2 separate regions of the Hordeum vulgare genome follow, and region 1 is linked to region 2. The links are chromatin contacts, called in public Hi-C maps. All regions are on one chromosome and are shown on one strand. Each heading gives the region's core, a stretch centred on a gene start, on an enhancer-like site or on the middle of the called end of the contact. The rest is flanking DNA. Distances are from core to core; before and after follow the strand shown. Region 1 holds the start of LOC123432717 (wings apart-like protein 2). Region 2 holds the start of LOC123432695 (1-acyl-sn-glycerol-3-phosphate acyltransferase BAT2, chloroplastic).

Region 1 (5,605 bases), core at 649-3,148, 150 kb after region 2:
TAACAAAAAATGCACTTGTGAGTAATAAGATGGAATACGTGTAATATTTGATAAGCAATAAAAATGAAATGTTTGTTAAACGGTGATATTGATTTTGGTACTCCTCAAACTCAATAGAATACTGAGATAAACATTAGATGGTTACATGTTAAAATAATTGTGTTCAATAAGAATTTACTTTCAGAAATCTTATCCATCTACAGATGTAGAAATGGGTAAAAAAAACATTGCAAGGATCTAGTAATTCCAGAGGTAACATCCTCACGTCAAGTATGCCCTTTGTTTTGCTAAACGGTATTGCTATTTCCCAGGCAACTGAGTCACAGCTAAAAATAGTTTGGTCTTAGTATCGAGATTGTGCAACTACACAGTGGATGAGATGATCTTGATCGGATGGCTATCAATGTTGACTGAGAAATAACTATTTTTACGTTGACTGAGCTACACACCCCTAAATACTGCATGTCTGGTTAAAAAAATGCATACTCTCCTGGACAGAGGAGAAAAATATTCGGCTCAGTTCAATGGATGGCACTTCTACCAACAATGCTCTTCAGACATATCTATAAGCCCGAGTAAATCCTAAGTCAACAGGGAAGATGTCTTTCTAGACATTTCCAACCAATCACCATGCTTCCTTCTTATGGAGTAACGGGATACTGGAGGTCTTAGCAAAAACAAAGAGACCAGCCTGCTTGAGACGCAGATAACTCAAGTGCATACTCCTTAAGCCCAGTTGTGATATAGTTAGCCAATGGGGATTCTCCACGATATGTGAAGTCTTGATTCTACCACAATAACCCCGACAAAGCAAGCTAATCGAACTAACAGCTCAGGCCAGGCAAGCAAACAAGATTTATATTCGCGAGTTAGCTGCATGAGCTAAGCTATATTCATCACAAGACAGAGGAAACAGAGCGGACTCGTTCGTGGTTTGAAGGCCAAAAGGTGGTTCCTTTCCCCAAGAAACCGAGCCCTAACCGTACAAGATCCCTATCTTTGAACCTAGGTCGCCCGCAAGAAGCCCCAATTTCGTAACCCTAACCCGAGGCTCTCGATTCGGAGAGCCAAGATTGGGCACCAAGAAGCCAACTTGTTGTTCCCCACGGAGCGCTTAAAAGAAAGGCGTACTGACCCCTGAGCCCGGAGGACGCGGCGGCGCGCGGCGGAGGTGCAGATCCCGAGCAGCGCGAGCAGGCTGGCCCGGCGCACCCGCCTGGGCGCGGTGGGCCGCAGCCCGTCGAGCGCGAAATTGACCTCGTCGACGCTCTCCATCATCTCCCCGTACTCCTCGGCCTCCATGAGCGTGGCGGTGGCCGGCTCGGGCTCGGGGTCGGCGTGCCTCCCGCGGCGCCACCCCTTCCGGCGCGGCGGCGGCGGCGGCGGCTGCGTGGGCGGGTCCTCGTCGAAGTCCCACATCGAGGAGGACTCCTGCGACGGCGGGAAAAGCTGGGGCTGCGACCCCGGCGCCGACAGCTCGTCGTCCCCGTCCCCGCCGTCGAAGTCGAACGCGTCCTGCGAGGACGAGAGGCCGCGCTCCCCTCCGCCTCCGCCTCCGCCTCCGCCGGCGCCGGCGCCGCAGGTGCGGGATCTGCGGCCGTAGGTGCGCACGATCATGGCGACTCGCTGCTGCTGCGGGTAGCTGCGCCTGCGCGCATGCGAGGGGGGAGAGAGAGAGAGAGAGAGATTTGGGCGTGGGCGTCTCTGTCTGGGTTTCGAACGTTTTGCTTTGCGGCTGATCCGGATTTGGGGATTCCGGCCTCGGAGCCGGAGGGGAGGAATTCGGGGACGGGGAGCTGGTTACTGCCTGACTACTGCTGGCCAGGTTTGTTAGTCTCGACGCGCTTCTCGACCGTCAGATTGTTGTTCATCTGTCGTGGTTTTGATGATACTTTTCCTTTTTTTGTTGAGATCCCGGTTTTGATGATACTTCTGCTCACCCACTGGTCGAGGAGACCGGGCCTGTCGGAGAGGAAGCAGGGGACGTCGTGGAAGAAGCCGATGCGGAGGTGGTCGTCGGAGCGGAAGAAGGTCGTCGTCGAAGTAGTGAAAGCAGGGGCGATCGGCGACGATTAGCCGCGGGAACGGACTCCCCTGAGGTCCAGCGTGCTCCTGGGCTGCTTGGAGAGGACGGAGGTGCACGACAACGATGGCGACGAGCTCATTACGGATCGGCCATGGCGGAGGAGGAGCTCGGCCCGCCTACTGACGATCCAGAGAGAGGGAGGAGGAAGAGGAAGGAGGTGGCGACGCTTGGAGGAACCCTAGCGCACTGCCTGGACGCTAAGGAATAAATAGGGGGCGAGGGAGGCCGCCTCGACGTCCGTGAGCAACGGCGTCGACCTCTCTGTCTCGCTTCTCTCTGAACCCTGACGGAAAGTAGAGGAAGAAGCAACGGTATCTACAGGAGGGGAACGAAAGGAGCACGCGGCCCAACTAGCGAGAGAACAAAGAAGGTGGGCCGGCGAGGGGGAGGAGGCCCGCTCGGTTGGTGCCAAAATAAAAGAAAGAACCCACTGGGGCGGAGGAGGAGGATTTTCTGGAGGAGGAGGTGGTGGCGGCATCTCAGCACCCTCACGACCTGGATTCTGACGAGTTGGTGGAGTCATCCTGAAGACGGACAACACATTAGCCCACAGAATAAATTGAAGGTAAAGCTGAATCAAAAAGACAGGAATATCTGAACAGGAATATTAGCAATTGCACTCGAACAAAATAGTAAGAATGCTTCATCAAAGTGACTGTCGACAAAATTCTGATTAAGATCATTTGCAAACAAGTATGAGCTAGAACTGCTCGGAACAAACGTATGATCGATATTTCATCCGATATCTTCATGGATAAGATCACACGGGCTCGAATTTACAGTAGCCATCATGTGCAAGGTAGTGCACACGACTTACGAAGCATCCCCAAATCGTAGCAAGCTACAAGGACTCTTTAAGACACAACGAGAACCGCTGTAAGACGACCATAAACAAACGTACCCACTGAATGTCGAATCCCAACCTCACATCATGCATCTGTAGGAAGATTGTCCTATAAGTCACTATTTGATATCCCACCTATGAATTCCCGAAATATCTGGTCATGCAATATGGTACACGGATACAAGGAGTAATATTCACACAACTCCTATACTAACCCGTCCAATGTATCACATCCGTCAACACATAACCAGAATCTCGGACATTCATCTAACACAGACCCTCGTGATCACAACGATACAAAGTATGGCAGTACTGGGGACATCGAGGTTATCTCGCCACTACTAGTATTGAAGCAATTACGAACATCCTTCGTTCTGAGATACTCAGAATCTGAATGATGGCGATGTGCACAAGAATCTCCTGGAGCTCAACTCCTCCAAAGAAATCAAGGCAGACAGGAGGCGCCAAGACAGAACTCCGTCACATCGATATCATATAGATTTCAAAATACCCGCGTGATACTAAAAAAATTGAGCGAGAAGATGAGTAGAATTAAGATTTCCTAAGTCGAGAACCTCACCAGAGCATGGAAGAGGAGAAAAAAGAAACCTACTCTCCGATATAACTAAGACTCAAAAGATTTTACTAGACTCAACTCGGCCAAGTACGATCACACAAAGGCTCCTATGGGCGTAAAACTCTGATACCAACTTGTAACGAATAAGATGCGGTCCTTTCCAATTTAGGGAACGAGGCCCCAAAATGGAAAGAAGCGCATCTAAGCGTTTCGCAAGCAAGATAAACATAGCACATACATAATTTAAGAATGACAAATAGGGAATTGTTTGCCATCTCCATAGATAATATCAGAGTTACATCCACACATTTATTCAGACAAGATAGTTCCGCTACAGACTACATAACATAAGAAAAGGCTATGCTATCCCGCATGCTTGCCCACGATCACGACCACGGCCTCAGTCTTCTGGATAGTTCACGTACAGGCGGTCGTTCTCCTCATCGTACTGTCACACCAGCTGCGTGCCATCAGGATCACCTGTGTCGAGCGTACCTGTACCTATTGGGGGTTGAAGTAATCTGTGAGCCACACGGACTCAGCAATCTATGACCTTGGTACCGAAACTAGTCAAGTTATTAGGTGAGGAAGGTTCAGTGTTTAGGCTGCAGCATCCTAAGCATTTATGGTGGCTAACTTACGTAGAACAGAGTTATTGATGTGGTGGTCTACGCTAGTGGTCGAAGACTAGCTGATCACTAAGTGATCCTGATCACCTACTTATGTCAAACATAACCCCACCGTGTTCCCAATCGAAGAGAGGTCTTCGAAGGGGACAGTCACGGTTACGCACACGGTTGGCAGTTTTATTAGAATTAGTTCAAGTTATCTAGAACCAGATGTTAACAAATATTCCAAGTTGCCACATAATCGCGGGCACGGCTTTCCGAAAGATTAAACCCTGCAGGGGTGCTCCAACTAGTTCATCACAAACGGTCACGGGCCGCAAAGTAATCCTCTATCACGAATCTCGTGATCTCGTTGGATTCCTTCGAGGAAAACCTCAACTCTGGGGAGAACCAAAGCTTCATGGGATTCCTATACGCAAGATATATCGCTAAGGTAAGACAAGACTAGCAGGACCTCCCGTCGTGTCGACGACCCCGATAAGAGCCGCGTATCTCAGTCTCAGGACACGACGGATGAGCTAGACGTCGGGATGGCTAAACCACTGGGTGACCAGGGGGCCCCGGACATCGCTCAGGTGGGACCAACACTCATGAGGAGCACTGGCCCGGGTTGTTGATTAAAATCCTTGGGGTAGCTATTCCCTATGCAAATTATTATTAGGTGATTAGCAAATTAAAACCAATGTTGGGTCCTGTCGGACAAGTCTTAACACTACACGATTTATCAAGGGGGTCCCCATAACAACCCTGAACGTGTTAGGAGCGATCAGTTATGGAATCAAACACTGGTAGCCGGAAACTAAGGCGGCAATAACGGAACAAATCACCCGGCAAAAGCTAGGCCTTCCATCATTTACCAAGTATATAGGTGCATTAATTAAATAACAAAATAATACATAATGATATCAAAACTCATGTTATCACATGAGACAATTGGCACCTTCAACTAGCAACGCTAACATTAGAAGCTGAGCAAGCCTACTTAGCCATTCAATATTAGCTAGGAGGGGAAAGTGTTTGGGTTTCATGGCAATATCAGGAGGCAATTATATCAGTGGTAGGCAGCGAGCATATGACGAAGGAAACGTGAATCTAGGCATAACAAAGCTAGAGACGGTATCAAGGTCATGGTCATCTTGCTTGTGATGTCTTCAGCTTGGAACTGCTCTTGTTCATCCTGCACGTACTCTCCCGAATCCACGTACTCGCTCTCCGATCCCAGTGCTACCCAATATAAAAACAACAACCAATGAACAACAACACAACATGATGCAACAAACACATGATGCATGAGATGAGAATGTAGCATGCATCTCTATTCTAGTCACTTGCAAGTGCATGAGAAGAAAAGACAAACTTCTGGACAGAACTTCACTCTAAGCTATTTGACATGCATGAAGATGACATGAACAGATGCATCACGAGAAAGCGATGCAAAAAACATATAAAGAACGTTGAGAACGGAGCTA
Region 2 (5,389 bases), core at 2,011-4,510:
ATATGGCAACATCAAAATCGAGATGAGTTATTCGCCACACCACATCTTTGTCATGTTAAATAATACGTATAGAACAAGGCCAAAACTGCAAACTACAATTTGTGGAAGATAAACTACATCAAAGCCTATTTTACAAGTCACAAACAGCAACTAACAAGCACAAGGCGTTTTTATTCTTCCTTCAGCCTGTGTCCTCATTCTGGAGCAAAAGGAATGCCTGCACTCAGCACCTCTACCAGCTGCACAAACAAGGGTAGATCTTTGGAGTTCTTCCTTTTAATAAATACGTAGTACTTACAAGTATTTCCTCCACCAAATACATCTGTGTTATATTCAGTCTCTTATTACGACACTCGTCTCATGCCTCCATGCAGTGGAGATAACAATCTCAAACCTCTAAATGTGTGGCAAATATTCAAACTGAAGGAGTCCTTTTTCTTAAAGTTTAAACTGAAGATATGTCTCGCGCAGTCATACCATTATGCTACATGAACCTTATTTGGAGAGATAATATCTGACGCCCGTGGAAGCTCTTTCATTTCAAAAAATTCTTTTTCTTAAGAAGCAAATAGCATTTCCTATTGGTTCTCAGAATATCGAACTGGTCAATAACTAGTACCTGTAAACTGGCTTTGCCTTGAGTCGACACGTTTCGGCAAACTAGGTTCCATGATCCATTGAACAGGAAAATTCACCCACTTCCGTTAGTGCACTCCATAACCATGTTGAAGAAGAGTGTCTGCTATCACATTCCTTGCATCGGTACATAATTTCTCTGCATCATTCCCCTCAATTGGATGGTGAATGATGACTTTTACTGAACCTGAATTAAGGTTGCTTTCCATTCCAGGAGGCATCAGTTTCCCTGTCCCGAGAAGAGTAATAGGTATCACAGGAACCCCAGTCTTCGCTGCGACACTAAATGCTCCTCGCTGGGATAATTATAAAATGTCATTACTTCATCGAATTGAAAGTTAAGAGCATAATACACGCGAGTTGGATCTCTTTCGACGGAACCTAACCTTGAATATACCTAGCTTTCCATCTTTACTTCGAGTTCCCTCTGGAAAGAAAAATACAGATGCCCCCCTTTTCACCAAATCCACACACCGTTTTAGACAGTCCTGAATTTAGAGGATAGATGGTATGTTCAACATGGAGTGCAAAATGGGTAAACCCTATAATAGGAAGACATTGAACAAAAAATGACATTAATGTTGAAAACTAAACTACACAAAATGGTTATCAGGCTTGGGCGTATGCCTGTACACTTCACGTAAGATGCAGGAGCTGCGCTAACAAACAGGATATGCAAAGAATTACCAAATAAAATAAGAACTTCTTCAGTGGCACAAAATACAGGTAATCCACAACTTATATTCAATCAAAAGATTATCGCAATTTCAGAGTCTACTGACAAAGGAAGGGGTAAGGCTAAGGCCATACCAGCTGACTCCTGCTGTCCATCCGTCGTAAAGGAATGACACCCAGGAGATACATTGCCCACCCAATAATTGGAAGCATAAAGATACTGGTCTTGCTTATAAATTTGTAGCACCTTCCTAGAGTTAGAAGGGTATAGATATCCAAGAAGCTCTGATGGTTAGCAACATAGACAGCAGGGCTACTATTGGGAGGTAGATTCTCCGTTCCCTCGACTTCAAGCTTGTAGAACATGGAAATTGTCAAAGTAGCCCAAATCTTTGCGATATAGTGCTGGGCTCTCCTACGGTGTCGGTCAAACAAGAGCACAAGTGGATGAACCACAACCATAGCTATAAACAAAAAGATCGCCGCAACAGCAGTCACAGTGTAGAAGAAGAACCCTCTGATCCTCGAAGCCACTTGAAGCTCTGGTTAAATAAATAAATATAAGCAAGTCTTCTCACCAACAACAAAAAGTGGGCACAAAAAAAAATCCAGCTAGTATATAATTTGAATGATTTCATTTTCACCCACAGAATGTTTGCAAAATACGTGGAGATGATTTTCCTAATACGTACGTTCTGATCAGTAAGGTCTACAACTTAACAACTGTTGTTCTCCCTCTGAAACTAATCTAAAACCTGTAATGACACCTTTCACATCAGTAGACGTAACAATTATAAGCCTACAATCCATCATATATTGGTTAAACAGAAGGGAGGAAAGTATCAAATCCTATCCTCTGGCCCATCGTGAAATGAAGGGTTGGGACAATAGTTTGAGTTTCTGCATTATTGGTTTGTCCAAATTCACCTAACTCACAGGGCACTAGGCACTAGCAACGGCAACATTGCAGGTTCACATACGCTCCATAACTTCCATATTTCGTAAAACTACAGTACATGTCAATGTAATTTTCTAGCTAGCACAGCTCAGCTACGCGGGCACTGGCATAATAAGAAGTTCGAAGCATTTGGCTCTAGAGATGGGAGGAGGCCTGAAACCTGGTAGCCGCGACGAATCCTCGGGGTCATCGGCGGCAGCGGCGGTGACACCCGACCTGACAACCAGCCACCGGCACCTCCCCGCCTGGAGCACCCGCGGGCTAGGGCAGCGGGACGCCACGGACACCCACCGAGTCCGGCCCTTCATACCAGCGGCAGCCACCACTGCAGAAGAGCGAAACAGAAACCAAACACCAGATAAGATAGGATCAGCAGCAGCATCGCTGGGCTTTCTCCAGAGGTAATCTAATCGTCGAGCCGCGTCGCGTACCGTGGGCGACGGAGGGACCGGCGGGGACGGCCGGGGCCGCGGTCGGCCTCAGCCACACGAGCGTCCCCATGGGCGGACTCGCCGCACGCGCCCCCCTGAGCCGGCGAGGGCGGCACGAACGGCGGGCGGGGAGGCGCGCGCCTAGCTCGGCAAGCGACCGAGACGGTGGCCGGACCGCGGAGGCGGGGCGGGGGCGCCGCGTCAGATCCGCGAGGCTCTAGATCATTGGCCGGGACGGCGAGGCGGTGGCGCGCGCGCACGTGGCGAACGTGGGGTTGTTCGGTCTGGGGCGAGAGAATCCGGAGGCCGGGGGGATGAAGCTCCGTTGGTGAGAGTGGATAAAGTCGCGAGGGTGGAAGCGGAAGCGGGCGGGCGAGCGCGCGCTGACTGGATGCGCATGCGCGCGCGGACGGAAGGGCGTGGAGGGAGGTGACTGGACTCGGGCGAAACGGTGGCCGGCGGCTGCCGGCGGTGGTTTGTTTCGGCGGTGTTTGCCAAGTTCCTTTGTAGAGTACATTCTGTGGCCTGGTTTGCTTTATCTGCTCCGACGAAGTAACATGTATCGGAGAGTGTACTTTCGTATTTTATTGTTCGGAAAATCTAATTGGCAATGTGCGCACGGCTGTGTTGCCATGCGGCGGGCGGACTGACCCATCTAATTTAAACATATCGTATGGGGTCATTAAATTAGGGAGAGGAAAGAGTTTTGCATGCTACAGACAACGTGTGATTCCTTTTGATGTTTGAAATTTAAAAAGTTTTATCTACAAAACCGTTAATTCGATCGATGATCTGCTTTCATCATTGGCTTTCTCGTGACGAGTTCTTCAAAACTAGATCACATGTCGACATGTTTCGCCAACTATTTTTTTTCATTTATACTTGCCACATTTTTTGATCCATTTATCATATTATTAACCACTTACTTGCCTTCAAAAAATTAACTTGATTGTCATTTTTTTAATGTTGTTTCGTACAAAAGCTTGTAACAAATTTCATTATACATGATATAAAAGCATGTCATTGGTTCTGTCTGTCAATTTAAAATATACCAACTTGTCATATTTTACAATGACTGACAAATTGTCTGAGACAATATGATGACGAGATAGGATTAAAATGACAAGCACAAAAAATATACGTGGCAACTATGATTTTATAAGCACGTACAAGCTTTATGAGACCACATGACAACTTAGTAGAATAAAAATGACAAACACATCAAAACATTTTGGGGACTTCATTTATAAGCATCGACAATCTTTGCACGAAACGACATAAAAAATTATGACAATTAAGTTATTTTTATTGGGCAAGTAAGTGGTTAATAATATAGCAAGTGAGCGGAACAATGTGGCAATTAGGGGAGGAAAAAAAGTTTATCGAAATATGTCGACATGGGATCTAGTTTCGAAGATCTTGTCGTGACAAAGCCAACGGTGAAAACAGATCATCAATTGGATTAACGGTTTTAAAGATAAAACTTTTTAAATTTCAAGCATTAGAGAGAATCTTTAAGTCTATATTTAGGTGCATGTGCAACGGCGTGATAGCAACATGCATACATATTAGTATAAGAACCGCCGCACCGCAACACCCGGGTGCGGCGTCGCTCTATAGTCGAGTCCTTTATTGTTTTTTCTTTTGAATTGTCGATTCTTTCATGGGATGGAGCGGCGCCGCACCTTAGCGTTCCCGTGCAGCGGCTGCTGTACACATGCATACACATGCATTGCAAATCCATGATCCATTAATATCACTAAGTTAAGTATTATCATCATTTAAAAAAATAAGCTAAGTATTGTCATAACGCGGCTAGTCCCCTCTCTCTCTCCTATGCATGCATGGGATGAAATCAAGAAAAGATTTCTATTAATGTTTGAAATTCAAAAAGTTTTATCTACAAACCCGTTAATTCAATCGATGATCCGCTTTCATCATGGACTTTCTCACGATGAGTTCTTCGAAACTAGATCTCATGTTGACATGTTTCGTCAACTTTTTTTTTTCATTCATACTTGCCACATTTTTTGACTCACTTGCCATATTATTAACCACTTACTTGTGTGAGAAAAATAACTTGATTGACACTTTTTAATATTGTTTCGTACAAAGCCTTGCAGCAGTTTTCATTATACATGATATAAAAAAATGTCATGGGTTGTGTTTGCCAATTTAAATATGCCAACTTCTCATGTTTACATACTACTTTGCTAGAAAACTATTTTTTGTGCTTGTTAGTTTAACTATGCCGAGTTGTTATATTTAGAAACGATGATCAAAAAAGATTTCTTTTGATCACCGGTTCTAAATATGTTGAGTTGTCATATTTTTTCCCGTAATTGCTTAAAAAAAGTTGTTTGTGCTTGTCATTTTGATTATCTCGAGATGTAATATGTATACGCAATTTAAATTTTTTTAGCGATTAAGTTATTTTTATCAGACAAGTAAGTACTTACTAATATGATAAGTAAGTGTAACAAATGTGGTAAGTACGAGCAAAAAAAAAGTTGTCAAAACATGTCAAGATGGGATCTAGTTTTGAAGATTTCGTCGAAACAAAGTCAACGACGAAAATGGATCATTGATCGAATTAACGGTTTAAGAGATAAAAGTTTTTGAATTTCGATCATTCAGAATAAACGTGATGACATCATGTATGCATGCATGCATGACCGGCCGCACGGGA

Evidence for each region. A called contact is a pair of places that touch in the nucleus more often than the background predicts.
Region 1: a Hi-C map of leaf shows a contact between it and region 2, with 2.8 times the contacts expected there. The contact joins the promoter of LOC123432717 here to the promoter of LOC123432695 in region 2. A contact is called at or near these places in 4 of 6 Hi-C or Micro-C datasets (leaf and seedling).

Annotation. Positions count from the first base shown.
Region 1 is chr1H:308,158,680-308,164,284 of MorexV3_pseudomolecules_assembly, forward strand. It overlaps LOC123432717 (wings apart-like protein 2), which reads right to left and starts at 1,899. Exons shown (of 13, transcript XM_045115413.1): 1 at 1,136-1,899. The coding sequence starts at 1,617.
Region 2 is chr1H:308,004,842-308,010,230 of MorexV3_pseudomolecules_assembly, forward strand. LOC123432695 (1-acyl-sn-glycerol-3-phosphate acyltransferase BAT2, chloroplastic) reads right to left here and starts at 3,261. Exons shown (of 5, transcript XM_045115409.1): 1 at 2,701-3,261; 2 at 2,430-2,594; 3 at 1,447-1,853; 4 at 1,023-1,124; 5 at 1-932. The coding sequence starts at 2,770. The coding sequence ends at 705.